Regions from separate parts of the Mus musculus genome. Here region 2 is linked to region 1. A link is a contact called in public promoter capture Hi-C data. All regions are on one chromosome and are shown on one strand. Each heading gives the region's core, a stretch centred on a gene start, on an enhancer-like site or on the middle of the called end of the contact. The rest is flanking DNA. Distances are from core to core; before and after follow the strand shown.

Region 1 (7,064 bases), core at 3,286-5,785:
GCAAGGCCCTTGCTTTGTGCCCATCAGAGTGGACATACAAAGAGAATATTCTCTCTTTTCTTTTCTTAGCTTGCGGTGGGTTAGAAATGAAATGACCCAGCTCTATAAATATTTAATTTATTCAAATCACATAAGATTATTCCAAACTACAGGTGTGATGATTTCCTGGTAGAATCAAGAAATTTTTCAGTGGGGAGATGGTCTCATGGAGATTTGAACTGTTCAACTTGCCATGAACAACCAGAACGGACTGTGCCTGAAGGACACTGCAGAAGCATGGGGGCGGCACCCTTCCTTCACGCTTCACTTGACTGTCCTCTGTATGGGCAGCACCTCACTTCAGGCTCCGTTGGGTACTGGGGTTTCTGTCACAGCCTGCACACCCCAGTGCATATTAACCTGCCCACTGACCTAGCAAGTCGTTCCCTCCCCTGTATTCATTTCCCACAGAACCATGGCATTCAATACAGATCACACACTGAGAAACCAACATCCAAGTTAGAAAGGCTGGCAATGTTCTCTTACAATCAAGAGGTGGCAGTATATGGTTGGGTTGAGAGGAGGAGATGGGAGGGCTGGGGGTCAGCTAGGGCTGACCATTAACTCAGCACTCCTCATGCGGGCTCAGTGTGACCAGATGGGCTTTCTCTTCTGGATGAAGGCTTCAATTCCTTCCTGCCCATCCTGCAAGGCCAGGTTGTCTACCATGGCCTGGGAGGCGAGGAAGTAGGCGGTTCTAAGGTCTTGTGGCAGCTGTTTGTAAAAGGTGGCCTTGCCCAACGCCACCACAGAGCGGCTCAAAGAGGAAATCTTCTTTGCTATTCTCATGGTCTCTGCCTCCAGCTGTTCCTCTGGTACCACTTTGCTGATAAGGCCATGGCGCAAGGCCTCCTGGGCAGAAATGGGCTCCCCAGTAAAGAGCATCTCCAGGGCCACCTGAGGAAGGGACAGGTGGAGTCAGTCAAGCGTTCTTCATACCCAAGGCTTCCTCAGCCCCCAGCCGTACTGAGACAGTCACTCTCTAGACTTGCATGCCTCAGCTCAGGTATCTGCTTCCTCAAATGACACACCATCTGTCAAATGACACCCCTTGATGTTGTCAACACCCAACTCCTTGCCAGGGAGACAACCAGATCATTCTAAGACCCAAGAAAAGACAAGAATCCAAGAACAGGTGGGGTCTCCCCCTGGGTCCTCTTGGTGCTGCACAGATTTGATTAGTAGGCCCTGGTAGTCCTGGGGAGTCCATGTACCCCTTAAAGGCCACATGTAGAAAGGCAGCCCCTCTGACAGGGACCACCATGGATCCCTCTGGGAAAGGCTCAAAACCTCCTACGAATGGTACGGGGGGCCATTTTCCACAGGAACACAAGTCCATGGGTGCTACTTCCTCAGCAGGATCCCCAAAGAGTAGTTTCTATTCTAGGGACATGAAGAGACTTAAATGTCTTCAGGGCCCAGATGCAGAGCCTGGCGTGACCGTGATGCTCAAGTAGGCAGGATAAGGCAAGGAGGGGAACTGCTGCCCTCTCAGGCCCTTTCCCCGATGCTAAGCTTGCAGGAAGATGGGGTGCAAGTTCTCCCCTCCCCTGGATTCTACAGCTTGCCTGCCACAGGGTGAACCCCATTTAATGACCCTAAAACGTCAGCATCTACAGCTTCAAGCCTATGTGGACAAGAGGGGTGCACAGGGACAGAGAGCAAGGGTGCTTCCTCTCCATCTCTGCAGATCCTGGTGGCCATTCTCAGACACCAAGTGTGTTCTCACTCCAGGGTCCACGCACTCGTTTCCCCCTCTGCCTGGAATGTTTTTCCCTCAAGGCTTCCTGTTTGTCACCTTTTCAAGGAGGCCCTCCACTGCTGCCATCTTAAAATTCTCATTTTCGGTTACACGGTCACCCTTTATGCATTTCCCCATTCAGTATACTGTACAGTATACATGCTTATGTGTTGGTTGCATTTGCTAGCATGTAACTCCCACAAGGGAGGGGGTGTGGGTGCACGTCCTGTTCTTTATCCCCAGCACTAAGAGACTTCCTTGCACAATGCAGACAACCTTCCTTAAAGGAATGAATGAGCCTAGGAAGGCAAGCAGAGTGCAGCACAAAGCACCTTACAGCTGCCAACCCAGGATGAAAGGTGCAGTCTTTCCATCCGCCCTTCTCTTGGTACCACATGCTGGTGAGAGAAGCCTTTCCTGTCTGGCTCCCTTGAGAACCTTGTTCTGGGATCTCTGCTTTGCCTCTGGGCTGCAGTCAGGTTCAGATCGCTACATTCCCTACCTCATACAAAACAGCACAACAGACACCACAGTGACCCTGCACATGTCCCAGAAGTCTTAGCTGCTGAGGCAAAGAACCAAGAGAACAGAGAAAAAGCTGGTGGAAGGCAGGGGGCTGGCTGCTGATGCACTGGGATGGACACAAGGTGGGGAGAAGAGGACTCAGGGCCTCGTAGGGATTACAACACAAGGGTGGAAGAGGTTAGCCTAGAGCACTCTGGCATGTTGCTCTTCTCCACATGTTTGAGGATAAAATATTAGACCAGAAGAAGGATACATTTCCCCACTAAGCCTCTGTGTCTACAATCCTGGATTCTCTCCCTTCATCCCAGAAGACCAAGAAAGAATTCATGAGATCAATACCTCATGCTCAAGGATGACGTGTGCGGAACAAGATCAAAGGCCAGAAGACATTCTACCCCTGCCTTTGGGATCCTAAGCCATCCTGCCAAGCTCATCCCCTCTCTAGGCTTCAGTTTCCCTTTCTGCCTACTGGAGCCACATGTTTTTACAGCATGAGGTTAGAGGGTGACATTCAGTAAGGAAAAGGCAGGTTGTTTTCCCAGCTAATCAGCACAGTCATATCTTAGTATCTACGTTTTTACACTGTGAGTTTACAGGATCTTCAGATGAACTAGAAGAAAAGATACCTTCACCTCTATGCTAATGGCCCCATACTGCCATTCAGGGCGGCACCTCTTTGGTCACCCTAAGAAGTTGGTAAGTCAGTAGTTCTTTACTCTAGGGGGACATTCATTCAAAATGACAATTAAGATTTGAGGCTGTGACTTAACCTGGTTGTCAGACAATCTTCTAGAAAGGAGAGGTTTGGAGACAGACACCAGAGTCAAACCAACTGACCCTTCAGAGTCTGATCCGTCCTCTGGACAGACGAATGGGTACCTGCATTCTCCACGCCCTGGTGATTATTCCAGATAACAGATTAATCCGAGATAACGGAATTCTCGGTAGATGCCAGTGAGTGGAGTGACTAATATTAACATCCTCACTCCTACTGGATACTTCTGTGACTCTGACACTGGCTTCAAGGCTTCACAGCACCTGAGCGGATCAGCAAAGCAGAGGGGACCACACAGATGTGATGGCTGTGTGCTGCAGCATCCTGGGGCCTCTCTGCTTATCTTTTGGGTGGGCCCCATGCCTTGGTTTATCCAGACTGTAAGAACAAAAGGCCATAAACTGTGTGGCTGAGAAGCAGGAAGATCTCATGCTCTGGAGGTTGGGAAGCCCAGGTTCAAGGCATCAGCAGATTTAGTGTCCAGGGAGAAAGCTGACTCCAGGTTCAGAGACTGATGTATCACTGTGTCCTCACATGGGACCTGACACCCCTTTCCCACAGACTCTAGTCCCATCATGAGGTTCTACTCTTGACCCAACATCACATCCCAAGGCCCCACCTCCAACAGCTGTCACTTTGATGATTGCACTGCAACATATGAACTCAGGGAACAACACATTCAGGCTGTAGTAATGGTGTCTGTCTTCTTGAGACTGTGGACTGCAGCTTGAGGAGATGCAGGGAGAAAGAGGAATGAGTGGGGGAGGGTTGGATACGGTGCACACCCACCAGGTGTGCACAGGTTACACACACCAGATCACTGCCCTCATCTCGCCGGGAAACTAGGAAAAGTTGCTAGCATGCATGGGTGCTTTTAAGCTGCATTTTCTAAATTATGTTAGGCATGCAACTCACTGTTAAATAGTCGATATGAGTCATGTCCGAGTCTCTGTGGGAGTTGTGGTATGGGTGAGGATCGAACTCTGAGTTAGACTTGTGGGAGATAAGGGTGTGCAAACACACAGCCAGGTGGGTAGGTAAGCGGAAGCAAGGATTTTCCCCGTGGTGAAGGGACTGGTGTTGGAAGGAGACTCGAGTCCTTTCTAGCTTTCCTGGAATACTTACTGATATACTTATGGGACGCCTGATGTGCTGGCTCTTAGCTGTGCATGGCCAGCCCGGCCTCGGGAAGAGAACATCTGGAGGCAGGGCTTTTATATAGCACAATGAAGATGCATGGTTGAATTCAAGGGAACGACTTTAAAAATAAGATGAATAATCATGCCTTGACACAGTATGCTCAACTCCATGGCTTTTGCCCAGTAGAAGAACTGCAGTCTTTAACTTTCCAGCACAGCAGAACATTTTCCTAGAGTGCCCAGCAGAGGGAAGTAGAGTCCAACACATGTTGTCCTAACACCTAAGTAGGAAAGGACTGAGACGTCCATCCAGGCCAGTTTGCAAAAGCACCTGCCTGCTTCTCTGCGGATAAACACAGGGACCTATTATCACCAGCAGATGCAATGGTACGTTCACAGTGTGTGCTTGAGTTCACTCTTCTTCTGGGGGGCCAGAATATGAAGAGAAACTATAATTCTGAGTGTGTGTGTGTGTGCGCGCGCGCGCGCGCGCTCATAAGTGTGCATGCACATATTGGACTGGGTGCACGTGTGCACGTGTATTTAGAGGTCAGAAGTCAACCTTGGGTGGTGTTTGCCAGGAGCTGTCTACCTTGTTTTTTGAAAGGCATCTACAGGATGTCTTTCAGTGGGTAGAAGTTGCTGATTACTTAGACTGGCTGGTCCCAGAGCTTCGGGGATCCTCCCGTTTTGGCCTCCTCAGCTCTGAGATGACAAGTGTGCACCGCGAGGCCTGGCTTTGATGAGTGTGCTCTGCAGATGGAACTCAGGGCCTCCTGCTTGTGCAGCTGGAATTTGCTGATGGAGCTGCCTTCCCCACCCCCAGGACAGACTGTTGTCGTTTGAGAAGGCCTGCTTCCTGACAAAACGTTCTTTGGCAGGGAAAAAGCGATTCTGGTTCTCACGATGCCCTTGCCCCTTCATCTGTCACACTGTGCAGATTACGCAATGTGGTTCCGAGAACTGGGCTTCCATGGAATTCAAGGGATATTTTGGTTACATTTCTCCTCTTTCTTTTCAAAAACAATTGTAAAGTTTGACAGTCTGAAGTTTCTAGGAATTCTGATAAGCCTTAATTTAGAAGGCTTGCTATTTTTTACCCTGTCAATAGGACTTAAATGCCTTTACCATGGAACCTTCCAGCAAGTCATGTGTTGGAAAGAGGATGAACCAGTATAGCAACTTCTTGCTATGAAAGGCTTCATGGTTTCATCTGCAGTTACAAGACAGTCCTTGAGTATCACAGGAGATTTGTAATCTATTTTGACTTGAAGTCCAGGCAATGATATAAGAAATATTCACTAAACATGGCTGCACTTAAGGCAAATATCTATCTAAAATAATAAGCAAGCACCTCCCCTTTGAAAGATGCTTGAGCAAACCCTCACCTCTTGCAGCTTGTAGCCCACTTCCAGCCTGGTGTCCGCATACTGGTTTGTAGTAAACTGCAGTATCTTCATAGGTGCACCCGTTTCTGCCAAAACTAACCAGGAGGACCTGGGGAAGGGCAAAATTCTCCCAGGCACCCCTTGGCTCTACTGCTGTTTTCCCTTCAGGTCTCACTTCTTTCTTGCCTCAGGCCTGTGAGCCACTGTTAAGTTTGGCAGTTGTTTCAAGACCAGATAGCCTGTTCTCCTTGCTCGCTGCATATATAGGTTTGCGCCTTCGTTTCCAGATTTCCCACTGAGAACAGGATGTCTTCCTCCCAGAACAGACACTGTGGTTTTCCGCTTCATGGATGCCCACTGAACGCTATTCTGTGAGGTTTTGGACGGAAGACAGCTTTACAAGGGGAAACAGACTTGATTGTCATTAGTGATGACAAGACAGCTCCGACACACAGCTGCTCCTTGTGCAGAGTCCCACAGTATGGACAGGCTAGTTCTGGTCTAACCACTGTAAGCCCAGCACTGTAAATCAGACACTGTAACTCCTTTCTGGAATGAGAATGGTTGTCAAGAAATCACTAGCCAGAGATTCAGCCTCAGCCCCTTGTCACTGGCGCTGTGTCAGCGCGCTGTGCACTGTGTCTCCTGGGCAGCCATTTGGTGGAACAAAACTGTTTCAATTGCATTTTCAAATGAGATTACACAAAGGCCATGCTTTTCTGAAAAGGAAAAACCTAAACTGTCATATTGAGGGGCTTGTAAGATTGAGATATGGCGAGTTCACAGGTTGACACGTGCTGTTTGATGCTACAGAGGAACAGGCAGTGAGTGCTGCTCTCCCCAGCACAGAAGGACACTAGTGGTTTTGGGCAGAATGTCCAATATAGAAGATGGAAGATACTGTGGTAGGTGTGTGTGTGTGTATGTGTGTAAGCCAGAGGCTAATTTCTGGTATTGTTTCTCAGGTGCTATGTATCTTGTTTGTATGGGGGAGGGGGTTGGGGGAACAGGATCTCTCACTGGCCTAGATTCACTGAGTAGCCTTGCCTGGCCAACCAGCCAGCTCCAGGTATCCAGCTATATCTGCCTTCCCAGCATCAGGATTGCAGGAGTGCACCACTCCACCTGGCTTTTTATGTAGGTTCTGGGGATTGAACTCAGGTCTTCATGCTTGTTTGGCAAGCATCTCCCCACCCCCACAGAGGTACTTTTCCCAAGCTAAATCTGGAACCCATGAGCACGGAAGGGCAGTTCAATTACCTTTCTGGGCACTGCTCTCCCCAGGGCGACCGCGGGGGTGGAGCAGAAAAGTCCAACATTCACTCCAGGAGTTGCAAAAGAAGACTTGTCACTTGCCACAGCAATATCACAGCTGGCCACGAGCTGGCAGCCTGCAGCTGTGGCCAAGCCATTGACCATGGCAAGGATGGGGACCGGGTGGTTCCGGATCAGCATCA
Region 2 (7,064 bases), core at 2,299-4,798, 180 kb after region 1:
TGTACTTATAGGGCTGCCATGTGATTAGTTTTGGACTAAAAGGAAGACATTTCTACTCATAGCTGGAACATTCCAAGCTGGAATGGGCTGAGCTGTGAGCTTGAGAGATAGATCTTCTAGGGACATCATTCATGTCGAGTTGAGCTTTACGGACTAGTCCTTTAAATTTAAAACAACAACAAACCAGGCCAAAACCAAACTAAAACAACAAAACCCTTTTGCTTCCTTAGATAAGGCCATAGTCAATGGCATCAGGCAGTCATGGCCTTAAGACTTTGGTAATAAGTACCTTGTGTTTACAGCGTACTTAAAAACTTTCAGATGCTTCCATGACTCTGACTACATGTGAGCTTCACAGGAATTTTATGAGCTGGGCAAGATTATTATTTTATAATTAATAGGCAGTTGTAGCTTAATGAGTGGATTCCAACTGTCTGTGTTCAGATCTTGCTATGTCACCTGCTGTGTGAGACATGGAAACTTGAGAGTGTGTTCTTTCCCTCATGTGTAACTTAATAATAATTGTGACTACAGTAGAGGGTTAGTTAATATGAGATAGAATGCTTGGAAATACGCATAGAGTGTTATAGCGTGCTTCAAACACTACCTGGTGCACACTGGGCAGTAACGGTTCATTCACCTGACATCTGTTCTTAAGCTGTGCCTTTCCCAGGCTGAGATCAGTTTGCAGCAGGGAAGTTACTGAGAGTTTTGTTGAACTGGACAAAAGCTAAATAAAAAATGGAGTAAAAAAAATTGGAGATTAATTTTCTGAAATAGAAATGGTTTGGTAAATGAACCAGTCAGACTGTTTAGACTTCAGAAGAGCTGAAGTTAGCAAATGTTTACTGATATTTATGCATTCCATACATAATTCCACAGGAAAGCCCTTTCTACAGCATGTTGTAATAGAAGATAACCACATTTTCCAAAAGATTTGTAGTGCTTGATAGCATTTAAAGGAAATAACTTCACTTTCTGTTGGCATTCCTGTGTACTTGCCATGTGCAGACGTTGTGCGCTTCTGATTTCAGGAGAAAGTGGGCCAGACTTCAGGCATGGCCTGTGAGAAACATCAGTGACTGATGTTCGTAATGTTGAAATGGCAAAGAGTGTTCACACTGAAGTTTTGTTCCAATTTTAAATAAGCTCCTTTTCAATTAAGTTTTGCCCCACATGATTGTATTGTGTGTTTTGAAAGCAGCCCTTGCCCTTTATTGCTGATAAAACCTTATGGTAGGTAAGCCATCCCTTAGGGGAAGGGCACATTTGTTGGTTTCTAAGCATCCTGAGCACAGGCACCTTGCCTTCCATACAAGGGAGTCTGTGAAATTTTCAACCTTGGATTGTTACTTATAAACTGAAGGGCACCACTAGATTGACGATTAAAACAGTCCCTTAGAGGCTAGGGAGATGGCTCAGTTGGTATAATGCTTGCTGTGCAAGCATGAGGACTTGTCTTCAGATCTCCAACACCCACAATCCCAGCAAATCAGGAAGCAGACAGCAAGACACTAATCTATCTAGTCAAATTGGAGAACTCCAGTGAGAGACCCTGTCTCAAAAAAATAAAGGGACAAGTGACTGAGGAAGACACCGGATGTTGGTTTCTGGCCTCCACAGGCAGTGCATACGTGCTTACATGCATGCACACAATCAAATACACACACACATACACACAGAGTTAGTTATAATAGTTGTAATTATCCACTATTAACAAGGGTAGCAATATTTGTTTGTAAGCAAGTTTATTAAAGGCTTTTGTATATATTCCTTGCCAACCTTGAAAAGCAGTGTTTTGTTTTTTTTTGTTTTTTGTTTTTTTGTTTTCTTTTCATGGCAAAACTTTGGTTGATTGGCAAGATCAGTACCATGTATAAAGTAGTTTAAAGGAGAAATCTTTCCCAACGCTCTAACGGCACTTACTAAAACATAGTAAGTGAAATTTCCAAAGACATCTACTTCAGAACAACGCTGATTTGTTTAGGTTACATAAATTGACCAGGAGCTTTATAATATAATCAGTTACTTGGCTTATATACTTTGGTTTGAAATATTGGATCCAGCCCTTGATAGCATAGTTCATTGTCCTGTCAGCATTTGTGTGACCTTTATATCTTCCATTTTGTTCACTGAGGTAATTGAGTATGTTTCTCTGGGCCTTTTCTTCTGTTCACATATCGAGGAGATGTGAGACTTACTCTCACTTTTAACCCCTGTTCATTACATCCCTATTCCTTCCTGAATGGCCTGGTAGAGCAGGGACTATTGCTTGGTTTTCTTTTGATCTCAGAAGAGAAGTCATAGCCACAGCCTTGGCCATCACGTTTCTCTTCATTCACATCATTGCAAGCCAGCACTGAGGTGGCCATCAGTGAAGCAAAGGACTCTGCATTTCCATGGTCACTGACTCTCTCGTTCAGGTGATGAACTCCTGCCATTATTGTAAGGCTTTGTCACACGTTGCTTTGTAGGTGAGCGACTTTGCTGTTAGCTTATCAAGGGGCAGCATTTATCGTCTCAGTTCCTCAGGAGGTTGTGATCTTTTGCAGGGCCTGTGTTTTTAATCCATCTTTGTATTTGTGGTCGTTAGAGACAGCAATAAATGGTGCTCATAATACTTGAACTGCTAAATGATGTTTTAGAAACTTTAACCACTCATTTCCCAAGTGTGGGCTCCTCTTTTGTATTCTTTACTGGTTTTTCGTTCTTGTGTAGCAGGCTGCTAGTGACTGTTTGTGGAATTTTTAGGTATTCATAAAGATAGGAAAGGATTATTTTGATTACTGTAGTTGACTTCCTTCTTTCCTTCCTTCCTTCCTTCCTTCCTTCCTTCTTTTCAAGTCGTTTTATAGCTTTCTGGATAAAGCCTCATAAAAATTTTGAGAAAGTTTATTTTTTATTTAGCATACTTGTTAAAAAGCTTAAAATGTGTTTGTAAAAAAAAAATTTTTTTTGTTTTTTTTTGAGACAAGGTTTTTCTGTGTAGCCCTGGCTATCCTGGAACTCACTCTATAGACCAGGCTGGCCTCAGACTCAGAAATCTGCCTGCCTCTGCCTCCCAAGTGCTGGGATAAAAAATTTTAAAAATATAAATTAGAATGTCAACGTGATATTTTTATACTTTATTTTTAGGTGTTTAGTATACATGTGTGGTATAGGCTTGTGTGCATATACATATAGGACCAGATGCTAATGTTCATGTCAGGTATCCTCCATCATTCTCTACTATTGCTGTTTGTTTCTCCTTTTTTTTTTTTTTTTTTTTTTTTTCCTTTTTCTTGAGACAGTGAGCCAAGTGTCCCACTGAACTTGGGGATTGCTGATTTGGCTAGAATGGCTGACCAATAAGCTCCAGTGCTTCTCCTGGCTTCGCCCGGCCCAGAGAAGAGTCTGTTGTTCCCAACGTCTACATGTATAGCAAGCCAAGCACTTTATGCCCGAGCCTAAACTCTTTGTATTTCTAAAGCCGTGCTTTGTAACCGATGGCTGGAGGCGTTCAGGCTTTACAGTGCCGCGGGGCTAGGGTCAGGGATAGGGTTGCGCTTGCGTTTTTGCTTTGCTCAGGAGACTGTTATGCGCATGCGTTAGCAGCTCCGTGTATCCTCAGAGTCTGCACTGTTTGTGCTGTCATTTTGTTATGTTGATGACTTATTGTAGGTGCTGGAGAAATTTGATTTCATATAAAAAATTTGAAGCAAAATTCTGGGGAGATCCATGATTTATGACTTGTATAGATCGACTCTAGAGAGCTCATGCTATATTGCCTTAGTAAATCAAATTACTCAGAGGGGCTGGGGAGACAGCTCGGAGCGTTCATTCTTTCTGTGGACTTGGGTTTGGTTCACAGCATGCACACAGCAGTGTGTAACTGTCTCTAACTTGAGTTTTCAGGGGATCTCTTGATGTTCTCAGGCATGCAGAGCATGTAGCATGGACATACATGTAGGTAAGACATTCATATACATGAAATAAATGTTTCTTTTTTTTTTTAATTACTGAGGCTAATGCATTTTTTTTGTTTTGTTTAGTTTTTGTTGGTAATCCTCACCCCCATCCCCACCCCCACTGCCATCTCCACAGCTTTCTGTCCTGTGATAGTCAAGAAAAACAAAGCTACATTGGCAGGGACTAGCATAGCTAGGCAGTGAGGCTGACTTGCTAGGTCAGTGATTGGGTTTTCTAGTCACAGTGTCTCAGGAAAATACCCATTGATACATACTACCTCTAGGAGTTGCTGCACAGCTGGAATTGATAAATATAAAATCTTCAGATATCAAGGATGTGATGAGCACCAGAGACCTCATCTCTGTACTGTCAGCAGAAGGAAGGGAAGTGACAGAATTGAGGAAAAACCAACAAGTAGAGAATGAGGGAAAGCTGTTCAACTGAGGAGTGAGTTTAAGGCCAGAGAAAATGTCACACAGAGCTGAGGGGTCCTCAGACCTCCTACCCCCACAGCTGGAGCCATTTCTCTTGCCCATTCTTTCCAGGCATCGTCCTCAGGAGTCCAGGGCTTTGTCCTTCCCTACAGGCGCGGCTCTGCCTCCTCTGGCTGCCGTGGGCAGGTTTCCTCACTCATGGCCCACATACAAGGGTTACAACTAGATAAATTGTAGCTATTTTAAAAGTTATTTTTCAAAATTTGTCTCAGGATTAAAGTACTGGCAACTTTATTCCCATCCTGCTGGTGCCCAACAAAAATTCCTCTGTCTCAATGTGATAAGTGGGTGCATGCATGTAAATAAATGTGGTTTAAAAAAGTCTTAAGATGGACAGTGGTGGCACATGCCTTTAATCCCAGAACTTGGGAGGCAGAGGCAGGGCGGATTTCTGAGTTTGAGGCCAGCCTGGTCTACCGAGTGAGTTCCAGGATAGCCAGAGCTATACAGAGAAACCCTGTCTCGAAAAAATAAAATAAAATAAAGTAAAATAAAAAAATAAAAAGTCTTAAAATGCCCAAATAAGGACTTGTTACATTGAAGATATAGTGTCATGTACACTGTACAACAGTTCAGGCTTCTTACAGGAAGTTGTGAACTACTCATGTGTAAGTTAAGAGTTTGTCCAGGCCAACTCTAGTTTTACTTATGTGTTTGTGTAAGGGGATACATATGTATGAGAGTGTGCATGTTCATACCTGTGCATGTGGAAGCTATAGGTTAGCCTTGAGAGTATATATTTCAGGAGCCATCCACCTTGTTTTTTGAGACAGCCTCACTGGAACTTAGGACCTAGGGTCTGCCGTTCTAGCGCTGGCGTGAGCTGGGGTGACTACAAGCACACGCCCGGTGCAGCTGCTTTTTTTATGTGGGTTTCATGCTTGGAGGACAATCACTTTACCAACTGAGCCACAACTCTGCTCCTGCTCTACTTTTAATTTATTCATACTGATATTCAAAGTGATACCAAAGTTGGGTTTAAGCGGATGCTGTCTGAAGCAGCTGTGCCTTCACTGAGGCAGGGACAGTCAGCTCACGCCCTGCCCTCAAGCTTTGTGGAGGATACTGAGTTTGCTTTACGAAACTGTCTTTGTTGGGAAATACTGAAGTCTTTGTATAATATTCACATACCATAATTTGCCAGTGGTAGATATGTTAAAAATACTGCCTTTAAAGTTTGATCTTTAGAATTAAGTTTTTGCTCCAAAGAGTGTATGTGCTATATAGATATATAAAAGAGATTGGAAAGAATTGAACAAAATTACTGTAGAACTGACTTCTGTTAACTGGAGTATAAATTAGAGACAGGATATTGGGTACAAAAGCCCTTTGTGGGCGCTTTTTTTTTCCTGCCCATCAACTTGCAGTTGGAAGCTAGTAAGATATTTTTTAAAAATAAAGCTTTATTGTACTTAATGGTACATGCAGTAATACCAAACTACTTCAGTTTAACTCTTGAAGAAACTTGCATACTTGTTTATAATAAGCAGCTTCTACAAAAGTCCATCTTGTATCCTTAAAACACGTTAGCACTTTATAATGATTCCAGTGAAGGGAAACCACTTCAGCACCACGCACCTTAGAGTGTAGCGAGTCAGCATGCCGAGGAATCACGGCAGCGTCTCCTCTTACGTGGGGAGGATAGTTGCTTGTAGAAACACAACCAGAGCCTATTGCTTTGAGACTGTGGAAATCCACCAGCCCACTTCCTGGCTCCTGGGCGCTGTTTTCTTGGTGGCATATCCTTTATTTACTGGGATGTGTTCTCATGTCTCTTTACCTTCTGTGGTGCTGTGCCTTGATACACATGTTGAGCTTGGGGCTCCATGCTAACATAGTGTAAGACAAGTAGCTTTACCTCCAAGTCTCACTTTCTCATTTGAAATGTACAGTTGAGAGTTTCTGGAGCATGTAACTGGCAGTGGGGGCTGTGGCCTGAGCACGGTGGAGCTGTGTCATCTGACAGGTAGTGAGGCCCAGTTTACATGGGAGCTGATCCGAGAAGCTGCTCTTCACCAGGCCTTGCTCGCTCTGCAGCTTTATTTACCCTCCTCTGTCTCCTGAACGCAAGCGTATTTCCTTGGCTCTTGCCCTTATTTAATGTTGAGCTAATGCTGACAAGTTTTCTTGACAAACCATGGTTTGATTGCTTCTCATTTTGCTTATTCATAGAGCATGTGACAGATTTAGAAAAGCTTGCAGCCTCATTGCTTTGGTCGCAGTGTTATTCTGGAGCTTAAAAGCTGTAAGATCTCTGCAGGTTAATTAATCTAATAATGTTCCTATCTGTTTAATGACCAGTAATGATACCTATTTCATGTTTCTGATGTGAGGAGATTAGACTATACAGAATAATTAATGCTAGCTGATATTTGTGAAGCTGGCCTTTCATTGCTAACTTAATTTATCTGGTCTGTTGATGAGTGACCAGCACATTTGTATAACACTTTTGGTCCTTGTAATGTAAAGGAGATCTAACCTAGTATACAAGCCACCAAACTCAACAACTTTATTAGCATAATAGTAGCAATGGAATGTAAGTAATACCGTTGCATAATAAACACACATGTACATATTGAAATGCTTATGTATAATGTTGCTTAGAATTATTGAGTGAATTGT

The links. Promoter capture Hi-C pulls out the DNA fragments that hold promoters and counts their contacts.
Region 2: a promoter capture Hi-C map of pre-B cells shows a contact between it and region 1, with 3 times the contacts expected there. The contact joins the enhancer-like site here to the promoter of A230108P19Rik in region 1. A contact is called at or near these places in 14 of 39 promoter capture datasets (the C10 cell line, cranial neural crest, embryonic stem cells and 8 more), 3 of 484 Hi-C or Micro-C datasets (bone marrow-derived macrophages, cerebral cortex and pre-megakaryocyte-erythroid progenitors), 1 of 115 datasets of contacts at active chromatin or transcription factors (pancreatic cancer cells) and 1 of 9 other capture datasets (adipose tissue).

Annotation. Positions count from the first base shown.
Region 1 is chr2:6,188,716-6,195,779 of GRCm38.p6, forward strand. It overlaps A230108P19Rik (RIKEN cDNA A230108P19 gene), which reads left to right and starts at 4,536. Exons shown (of 7, transcript NR_040333.1): 1 at 4,536-4,606. Echdc3 (enoyl Coenzyme A hydratase domain containing 3) reads right to left here. Exons shown (of 5, transcript NM_024208.4): 4 at 6,868-7,064; 5 at 1-936. The coding sequence ends at 625.
Region 2 is chr2:6,370,878-6,377,941 of GRCm38.p6, forward strand. All of the region lies in intron 2 of Usp6nl (USP6 N-terminal like), which reads left to right. Among named protein-coding and RNA genes, the nearest start is that of Usp6nl, 52 kb to the left of the region's middle. Within about 2 kb of position 3,549, at least 19 of the 459 cell types and tissues checked have an H3K27ac peak or open chromatin away from gene starts, as enhancers often do. A contact at or near this core is called in pre-B cells and stem cell-derived epiblast-like cells, where this site is marked.